Regions from separate parts of the Sus scrofa genome. Here all the other regions are linked to region 1. Evidence: chromatin contacts called from public Hi-C and HiChIP or PLAC-seq data. All regions are on one chromosome and are shown on one strand. The core of a region is the stretch at or near the end of the contact, and the rest is flanking DNA. Distances in the headings are between cores, read along the strand shown.

Region 1 (3,053 bases), core at 247-2,746:
TTAAAGCCTAATAAGTTTCTGAGTTGGTTTAATGTTTCCCTGTTAACAATGTCCCCAAAGTACAGTATATCAGCTGGACAACCTAGACCCCACCACCACCACACCCAACTTGAGAGAATGTATTTATTCAAGTTAGCACGCTTTTGTGAATAAGAAAACCTTCCTAAGGTTGTTCTTACTCAAAACCTACTCGTTACTGTTAACGCTACCATAAAACAACCTATTAGGGCCTTGCAGTTCCAGCATCAGTTTTAAGAATATCACCTGCCATACGTCCTAGCGGCGTGCAACAAATGGAATCCAAACAATCCGAACATAAAATGCCTTGAAAAGAATCTATATAATTCTGTGTTCTAATCCAATGTTGTTTAACGTGAAAAGATTTAGAACTAAAAGCAAATGCACCCGCTACCTCACAAATGAACTACCTATAGACTTAATCCTTCCTTCATACTTGCACTTTTTCCGCCATAAACAGGAAACTCCAAAGAAAAGGAAATAGAGAAAAGCCTGGTTTTTTTGTTTTGTTTTTTTGCTAAGGGGAATAACAGCATTGCTCCCAACCCCCGCAGTGTAAGTGAACAAATGAAAAGGCAATAGGGGAAAGGCACGGGGGGAGGGGCGGCTGGCGAGCTCAGTTGGCGTCCTATAGATGCCACCCAGCTCTGACTGTGCCCAAAACATCTGTAACGACAGCTGCAACAGGCAAACGGGGGTGTGGGGGAAAGGGGACCGTGGGCTGAGGGTTCAGAGTGGAGCCTGCTCGCTCGGCTTCCTCCGTAGCCAACTCTCTACTCTCATCTTCCAGTTCCCATCCTCCCTATGCCATCTTGTTCCCTCCATAAAGAAAAATACCCCCATAAAAGCCGAGGAATAGAAGACAAAGAGACTGGACGAGGCTGCCAGGAGCCGCCAGAACAATAGAGGAGAGGGTGCAAAGCGAAACTCCAGAGGAGGACAATGAAGGGGGTGGAGAGGAGCCTGGAGAGGCACGGAGGGAAACACAGCTGAGCCCGGGCGCCGCCAGCGGCTGACGCCTGGACGCGAGGCCGGGCCGCGCGGGCGGTATCACCCCAAGCGCAGCGGACTGGGCTGGGCCGGAGCGGGCAAAAGCCGCGCGGCCCAGAAGAGCCGGAGGGGCCTGCGCAGGTCCACGGCAGCTACCAGCGGGACTCACCGGCATTCTGATCTCGGGGCCAGAGGTAGTATGTGGCCGGGATCACGATGAGCCCCACGAAGGAGGTGAGGAAGTAGAAGAAGGTGTTCCCGCTGTCATCGTACTGGAACTGCTGCCCCGCCATGGCGCCCCCTCCTCCGCCTCCCTCTTCTCACCGCCACCGCCACGACCCCCCTCTGTGCTCCAGCTCCCAGCGCCCCGGCCCGGTGTGGCGTAGCTCCTACGCCGCCGGCGCCGCTCCTCCCCGCCCCCACGCTACTCTCACGGACACGCCGCCGCCACCGCCGCCGCCACCGCCGCTGCCGACTCCCGATCTCGCGAGAAGACAGAGCTCCCGCCCCTCTCGGTTTTTCCCTCCCCTCCACCCCCTCCAGCCTCTCCCTCACACGCTCTCTGAGGGAGACGTGGCGCGCGCAGCCGGAGAATTCCGCGAGGCCCCGCCCTTATCCCTGCCCCCTTAACCTCAGCCCCGCCCTTCGAGTTCCTGTAGCTCCTCCCTTAGAGGCCCGCGGCTGCCTTCCTCTAGAGTCCCTCTCGCTCCCTTCTCGGTTTCCATTCCCCAGGTCGCGCTATGGTCTCGAGGGTCCTATCCCGGGCTTCCCGAACCACGCGTGCGGGGTTCACCTGACTGCGGTCCGGGTCACCGCTGTTCGAAGTATAGCTCAGGCTTCCTTGCCTCACCTGTTCGGCATCCCTACCTCACCCGTCCTGCCTTCTCACTTTTCTGTTTTCCTAGTTAATAACAGTGTTTACTGATATACAATCTCCTGAGGTAGACCGTGATGGAAAACAATATTTTTAAAAGAATTTATATATGACTGAGTCGCTTTGCTGTACAGGGATATTGGCACAATTGTAGATCAACGCGGCTTTAATAAAAAATAAAAACGTAAAAAAGAATATTTCCTTGGGTTAGGATCCAGCTCCTTCAGATCCCGGAAACAAGTGTCAAAACTGAGTGGCTCCAGAGCAGGAAGGAGAGGAGGGATGGTGAGGGGTTTTGTTTTTCTCTGGTTTGTTTGATTGTTGGCAAAGTAATGTGTGCCATTAAAAGACTGCAATCTACATTGCGCCCATTTTGCAGCTGGAGATGCCCCAAAGTAGTAGAGATAGTGACCTACCTATCCCAGAACTGATAATATTTGTAGCATTTTCTTCGGCAGGGGCAGTAGACTAAGACCTTCATTGCTTTAAATCGTTGACTATTTTAAGTCAGTGAACCCCTTGGGATAAATCAAAGGATGTCCTCTCTCCAGATGAGGAAATTGAGTGACTGCCTTAAGTCAGGCACCGTAAAAAAAGGTCTGGAGATTCAAATTCAAACCCAGTCACTCTGACGCCACAAAGCCAGTGCCCACGACCACCGTCTCATCGCGGACCCTTACACTCCCCAGAACTGCTGCCACCCCACCCCACCCCCGCCCCTGCAGAAGGTGGGCAGGACTCAGCTGTTGGAGGAGGGACCGCGGGGGGAGCAGTCGCTCTCCGCAGCCTCTCCCCTCGCTGACTGTGAGATCCCAGAGGCCGGTATCAGCCGAGCTGGGAGCGGGGAGGGCTGGTGCCCTGATATGCGAAGGACCCCACTGTCCCGCGGCAGCCCTGGCAGGGGCCTATCCCAACTTCTCCATCTACCCTCAGGAGACCGAAAGGAAGGGCCCACCCGACTCACAGAGTGGTTGTGAGGATTTATAAAAAGAGCTATAGTAAAAATGCTTTTCAAAAGAAAAATAATGATATAAACAAATACCACATATAACACTATTTTTAAAACATTTTAAGGCTATATAGTCTATTTACTAGGCTCCTTTCAATATACCTGCCATTACTGGAAGAGAAATCTAATCACATCATCTTTTATTTCATGTCCTCAAAAATA
Region 2 (3,053 bases), core at 312-2,811, 290 kb after region 1:
ACATGGTCTCAAGGCCATTCAGTCCAGTGGTTCACTGGCTTTCCCACGCTACACAAGTTCTTTCTAAACATCTGAGTTTATTCCACATTGAAAATTATTTACATTACAGAAAACAAAGGTGATAGCACTTTTCAGGTACTCTGCCAAAGATGAGCTGGACACTGGAGGCAAACTGGGGCTACCACTTAGGGATGTAACCAATATTTTGTTAAAATATGAGGGCCCAATGGATCCTCCACTTTTTATTTTGATTGTTTTTTTAGGTTTATTGAACTATAGTTAATTTATAAGACTGTGATAATTTCTGCTGTACAACAAAGTGATCCAGTCACGCATATACATAGATTCATTCTCTCTCGGATTCTTTTTCCACATAGATTATCACAGAATACTGGGTAGAGTTCTCTGTGCTATATAGCAGGTCCCCATTGGCCAGTCCTTCCATATACCTCAGTGCGCATATGCCAATCCCAAATTCCTAGTCCATCCCTCCCACTCCTCAACCTGTCCCCTTTGGTAATCATAAGTTTTTCAAAGTCTGTGAGACCGTTTCTGCTCTGCAAATAAGTTCATTTGTACCTCCCCCCCTTTATTTAAGATTCCACATAAAGGTGATTTCATATGATGTTTGCCTTTCACTGTATGGCTTAGAACGATAGTTTCTGTGTCCATCCATGTTGCTGTAAATGGCATTATTTTGTTCTTTTTTTTATGGCTGAGTAATATTCCATTGCATATATGTACCAAATCTTCTTTATTCATTCCTCTGTTGATGGACATTTAGGTTGCTTCCATGTCTGGCTATTGTAATAGTGCTGCAATAAATATTGGGGTGCATTTATCTTTTCAAATTATGGTTTTCTCTTGATAGATGCCCAGGAGTGGGATTGCTGGATCATATGGTAGTTCTATTTTTTGTTTTTTGAGTAACCTCCATACTGTTTTCCATAGTGGTTACATGAGTGTACATTCCCATCAACAGTGTAAAAGGATTCCTTTTTCTCTACACCCTCTCCAGCATTTATTATTTGTAAACTTTTTGATAATGGCCATTCTGGCTAGTGTAAGGTGGTACCTCATTGTAGTTTTGATTTGCATTTCTCTAATAATTAGTGATGTTGAGCATCTTGTCATGTGTTTTTTGGCCATCTGTATGTCTCATTTGGAGAAATGTCTATTTACATTTGCCCATTTTTTTGACCGGGTTGTTTTGGATTTTTGATATTGAGCTGCGGGAGGTGTTTATATATTTCAGAGATTAATCCCTTATCAGTTGTTTCATTAGCAAATATTTTCTCCCATTCTGTGGGTTGTCTCTTTGTTTTGTTTATGGTTTCCTTTGCTGTGCAAAAACTTACATTTTATTTAGGTTTTGGAGTCTCAGTCAGGTATGCTAACCTAAAAGGCTCAGGGGGGGTTACTTTACACGTCGTAATCCCGTTCCAATTCCTTGAAAGTGTTGTGGAATCCTCGGCTGCCTTCGCTGGGCGGAGAAGTGCCCCTCCCCCCAAGCCCAGAGCTGCCTGCCCCGCACCGCCTTCGGCGCCACCGCACTGCATGCTGGGAGTCGTAGTTGCAAGTGTCTGCTCTGGAAGAGAGATCAGAGGGCATGGGAGTCAGCCCGCCCCCTAGCTACTTGAGCTTGCGTTTTTTCCGCTTCTCTCTTTCGTTCTCTCACGGGCGGAGCCTTCTGTGAGCACTGCAGGATTTGTCGGTGCTACCGTCTTTCTTCTGGGTTTCAATAAAGTTTTCCTTTTGCTCCCCTTGTACGGAGCTCAAGATGGCGGCCTCCTGGTCGCCCTTGGTTACCCTCCGCTTAGCGCAGAGCCGGTTGAGAGGGAGATGTGTTGGGTGCAGGGCCTGGGCCGCTGCTCTCGCCCCTCCGGCCACCGCCCCTGGAAACTCTCTCTGTAAAGGTCAGTGACTGTGCCTGGAGTAGGCCGAGCCGACTGCATAGGACCGGGGCAGTCACCCTCACTCCTCGAGCTGCCCGAGCGCCTACTTGGTTCATAATTTTCGAGAGGTTTTCTCGAGAGGAGTTTCATGCTCTCTTGCATTTTCTGTTACAGTCTGCTGATGAAGGAGCCCTGGGCACTGAGGGAGGTGGCTGAGAGTGACCTTCATTTTGAGGGTTCAGAGGTCGACTCAGGGTTCGTTCCCTCCCACATGTTAGAAAGTTGAGACCTTGTAAGCCCAAGTGGGGGAGTACCTGGCTTGAAAGGATGCCAAGTGTCAGGTTAAGGCCTGGGGACTCTTCATCCTGCGCCTTTCCTGTTGACCTGGGACTGTACCTAAAAGCCAAGCCTCTGACGCTTGCAGGCCCTTTTGGCTCTCTGGCTTCTGGGAGTGCAAGTGTCCGAGCATTCCCAGACTGAGAGATTGATTCTTTTTGTTCTTTTCAAATTACTAGAGGCTTCAGCAAGGTCACTTTGTCACCAGGCTTGCTTCATATATTCATTCATTCATTCAAATTGTTACGTGTTTCCAAATGAATGAACCTATATTTTGAGTAATCAAGCCCACAGGAGTGATAATTTTACTGCTCTATTCATATACTCCCACTAAATCAGGGCTACTCAATGGCAAGGACCAGGTGTCATTGGTTCTTCAGCACTTAGCACAGTGTTTGGTGCCTGATGGGCAGATATGTTTTTGAACGAATAACATTATTCTTATTGCTCACTCATCCAAATTCTTGAACGCTTTCCTTTTTTTAAATTTTTTTTAAATCTTCAGGCATCCCTCCCCATACATCTTAAAATGATTCGCATTGGCTAATTTAGCTAAAACTATCAGTCTTTGATTGTTATAGTCGATAAAGTTGAAATTGATGCTAGAACTGTGACTACAGGTTTTTCTGCAAAGTTTAGTGTAATCCACTTATATAATGGAATATTTTGGTAGCATGAGATTTCCATCATAATATAAACTATTGTTAAATTTTGAACTAGACAATTCAAGCAAATGCTACAAAATTCAAAAGGGAAAAGAAAGAATATGGTAAAGCGTTGACTTTTTTCCACTCCTATTCCATAGTCACTCAGTTTGCCTTT
Region 3 (3,053 bases), core at 157-2,656, 270 kb after region 1:
CAGTTCTCGCCCGGCTCAGCCCTACCACATTTGTCAGAGGCTTTTGTAAACTCCCCTGAGGTTCTGTTCAGGGAAGCGTACAAACGAGGTGAGTCTGGTAGCTCGGGAAGGGCCTCAAGCAATCAGCTAGGCTTGGCCACCTCGGAGAAAAGTGTCCAGGAAAAGAAAACTGAAAAGGCTTCAACTTTGAGCAAATCCCCTTTCTCAGTCACATTTAGCTCCCTTCCCAAAGAAGAGCTGTGTTCTCGAAAGATCTACCCCTTTCCAACTCAAATGTCATTCCGAGATCAGCTGCCTGAGGGGCAAGCGGCGTTCAACCCACGCCCTCTTCGCGTACCGTCCTCAAGTGCCAGCACGGGGCTCAGGTCACTCTGCAACTCCCAAGCCAGCCCAACACGAAGAGGGGCCCTCGCCCCCGACCCCGCCCGTGGACAGAACTGCCCTACCATGTCAGCCAGCAGCCCCGGACTCAACAGCCAAGGCCGCTAGGGAGACGCGCTCCAGGGAAGGCTAGGGGCACCAGGGAACTATGGGAGGGGTCTCTCTGTAGGGGGGAAAGATGGCCTCACCTTGACCCTGATTTCATAGGTGGTAAAGCGGCCCCGGCCGACCCCCACTGTCTGCGGATTGCTCACATCGATCTCGAGGAAGTTGCTGGGAGGCCCGTAAGCGTCATTCAGGTTCTGCGGCTTGGTGATCAGCCGCCGGGTGTCCGCCACGGTCTCCGCCATTTCGCTGCTGTAGCCGCCGCCGCGGACTCCCTCCGCCCCCTCCGCGATCCACCGACGCCGCCTCTGCTGCCCGCCGCGGGGACACCGGACTCGCGCGCAGCGGTCGCAAGGCGAACGAGCACGTAGAGCGGGCGTTCACCCTTGCGCGCGAAGCTCCTCCCCGCGCCGCTCTGGCTGCTGCCTCTTGAGCCCAAGCAGGAAACAACCCACCCGACGGAACGCTGCGCCCCGAGGCCGGGAGGCCCAGCGGAAGCCACGGAGAGGAACGGCGAGCTCGCCGGCGGAGAAGGAGAGTCACGGGTCTTGTAGGCGCGAACAGATTCCGGCCAGACTACAGCGCCCACAATGCACCGGGCGAGCGCGCCGCTACTGGGCTGCGTCCGAGGTGCTATGGGACCCAGGACCGGAGTGCGGGGGCGGGCGCTTCCTGTCTTTATGTATCCGCCTAGACCTGGAACGGTGAGAAGAACACCGGAAACGATCTTAGAGGCCTTGGTAGCTGCCAGACAAGTTAAACAACGAGATGGAAGAGATTTGCCTGCAAGTGGAACAGAACTGCCTATGCTAACTCAATTCCGACATATCCACTGTCTCACCATAAACCACTGAAAATGCTTTTCTAGATAACCTTGAACATATGCCTCAAATGATGATTTTGATATCAACTTGGAGTCTCACTGGACACGTGTCTGGTTTGGTAAATTGAAGGTGGGAACAACTTAATGACGTCATATCCAACGGTCAAACCGTTTTGGGAGACCGATGGGCTAAAATTAACAGGTAGTATATGGGCCGAAGCCTGCCTTGAATTTCTGATGTTTGAGTGATCTGCAGCTTTCCCCCTTCAGTTACAAAATTTAAGTAAGTTTTTGTTTTGTTGCGTTTTTGCTTTTTTTAGGGCCGCACCTGCAGCACATGGAGAGGTGGAATTGGAGCTGTAGCTGCTGGCCTACACCACAGCTCATGGCACGGCTTGAGATCCTTAATCCACTCAGCAAGGCTAGGGATGGAACCTACGTCCTCATGGATGCTAGTCAGATTTGTTAACCCCTGAGCCACTATGGGAACTCCAGTAGCTTTTTTTTTTAAGGTGATAAAACATCGGTACAGCATTTGAAGTGGAACTCGGATAAACCTTTATCAGAAATGAAAAAAAGACAAAACAATTAAGTAGATCATAGTTGATTGCCAATAAATGCAGACTTTGAGCATTGAGGTAGAAGGATAGATGTCTATTCCTGCCCTGCCTGGGGAGTTATGGCCCTTGATGTTGTTGTATCACAGCTCTTTGTGTGTGTGTGTGTGTTTTATGTTAGATTCAGAAAACCCATTCTCTTTAAATAATCTGATCTGTCCCTTAAGCTGAAAAGTTGTCTGAATCATTAGCAGCCCTTCTTAATAACACTAAGTACAGTTGGTATTAAAAAAAAAATGAGGAGTTCCCGTTGTGGCTTAGTGGTTAACGAATCCGACTAGGAACCATGAGGTTATGGGTTCGGTCCCTGGCCTTGCTTAGTGGGTTAAAGGATCCGGCGTTGCCGTGAGCTGTGGTGTAGGTCTCACACGCGGCTCGGATCCCGCGTTGCTGTGGCTGTGATGTAGGCCAGCTACAGCTCCGATTCGACCCCTAGCCTGGGAACCTCCATATGCCGAGGGAGTGGCCCTGGAAATGGCCAAAAGACAAAAAAAAAAAAAAAAAAAAAAAAAAAGAACACGTAGATTATTTTCAAGAAAACTCTACATTCATTCATTCAATAAATATTTATTGAAGGCCTACTCGGTGTTTTCCACTTTTTTTTTTTTTTTTTTGGCCTTTTTAGGGCCACACCTGCGGCATATGAAGGCTCCCAGGCTAGGAGTTGGCCTGCGCCCAAGGCACAGCAGCGCTGAATCCAAGCTCTGTCTGTGATCTAAAACACAGCTCACGGCAATGCCAGATCCTTAACCCACTGAGCGAGGCCAGGGGTCAAACCTGCAACCTCATGGTTCCTAGTTGGATTCGTTTCCACTGCACCACAATGGGAACTCTGTGTTTTCCACTTCGATACTGGAGGTAAAAAGATGGAGAAGGTATTGAAATTCCCTGAGTTCATGAGGGTAATTGTCAAATGTATGGTTTCTCTTGGGGAAACAGATAATAAATAAACCAACAAATAATATAACTGCCAATATGATTGGTGCAGTAAAGAAAGGTGGATAATGTGATAAAGAGTGACCCAGGGGTTCCCTTCACGGCGCAGTGGTTAACGAATGCCACTAGGAAGCATGAGGTTGCTGGTTCGATCGCTGGCCTGAGACCAAATAGACACTTGACTGTTCTGA

What was found. Hi-C and Micro-C count contacts between places; a contact is called where the count stands out from the background. HiChIP or PLAC-seq counts read pairs in DNA pulled down with a chosen protein or histone mark.
Region 2: a Hi-C map of skeletal muscle shows a contact between it and region 1, with 3 times the contacts expected there. The contact joins the promoter of AFG1L here to the promoter of SEC63 in region 1. A contact is called at or near these places in 2 of 47 Hi-C or Micro-C datasets (heart right ventricle and skeletal muscle) and 2 of 2 datasets of contacts at active chromatin or transcription factors (alveolar macrophages and skeletal muscle).
Region 3: a contact with region 1 is called in an H3K27ac HiChIP or PLAC-seq map of alveolar macrophages. The contact joins the promoter of SNX3 here to the promoter of SEC63 in region 1. A contact is called at or near these places in 2 of 47 Hi-C or Micro-C datasets (heart right ventricle and mesenteric adipose tissue) and 2 of 2 datasets of contacts at active chromatin or transcription factors (alveolar macrophages and skeletal muscle).

Annotation. Positions count from the first base shown.
Region 1 is chr1:74,077,109-74,080,161 of Sscrofa11.1, forward strand. SEC63 (translocation protein SEC63 homolog) reads right to left here and starts at 1,497. Exons shown (of 21, transcript XM_001925479.7): 1 at 1,178-1,497. The coding sequence starts at 1,301.
Region 2 is chr1:74,365,860-74,368,912 of Sscrofa11.1, forward strand. AFG1L (lactation elevated protein 1) reads left to right here and starts at 1,562. Exons shown (of 14, transcript XR_002343776.1): 1 at 1,562-1,916.
Region 3 is chr1:74,348,329-74,351,381 of Sscrofa11.1, forward strand. It overlaps SNX3 (sorting nexin-3), which reads right to left and starts at 1,407. Exons shown (of 4, transcript XM_021090786.1): 1 at 636-1,407. The coding sequence starts at 731.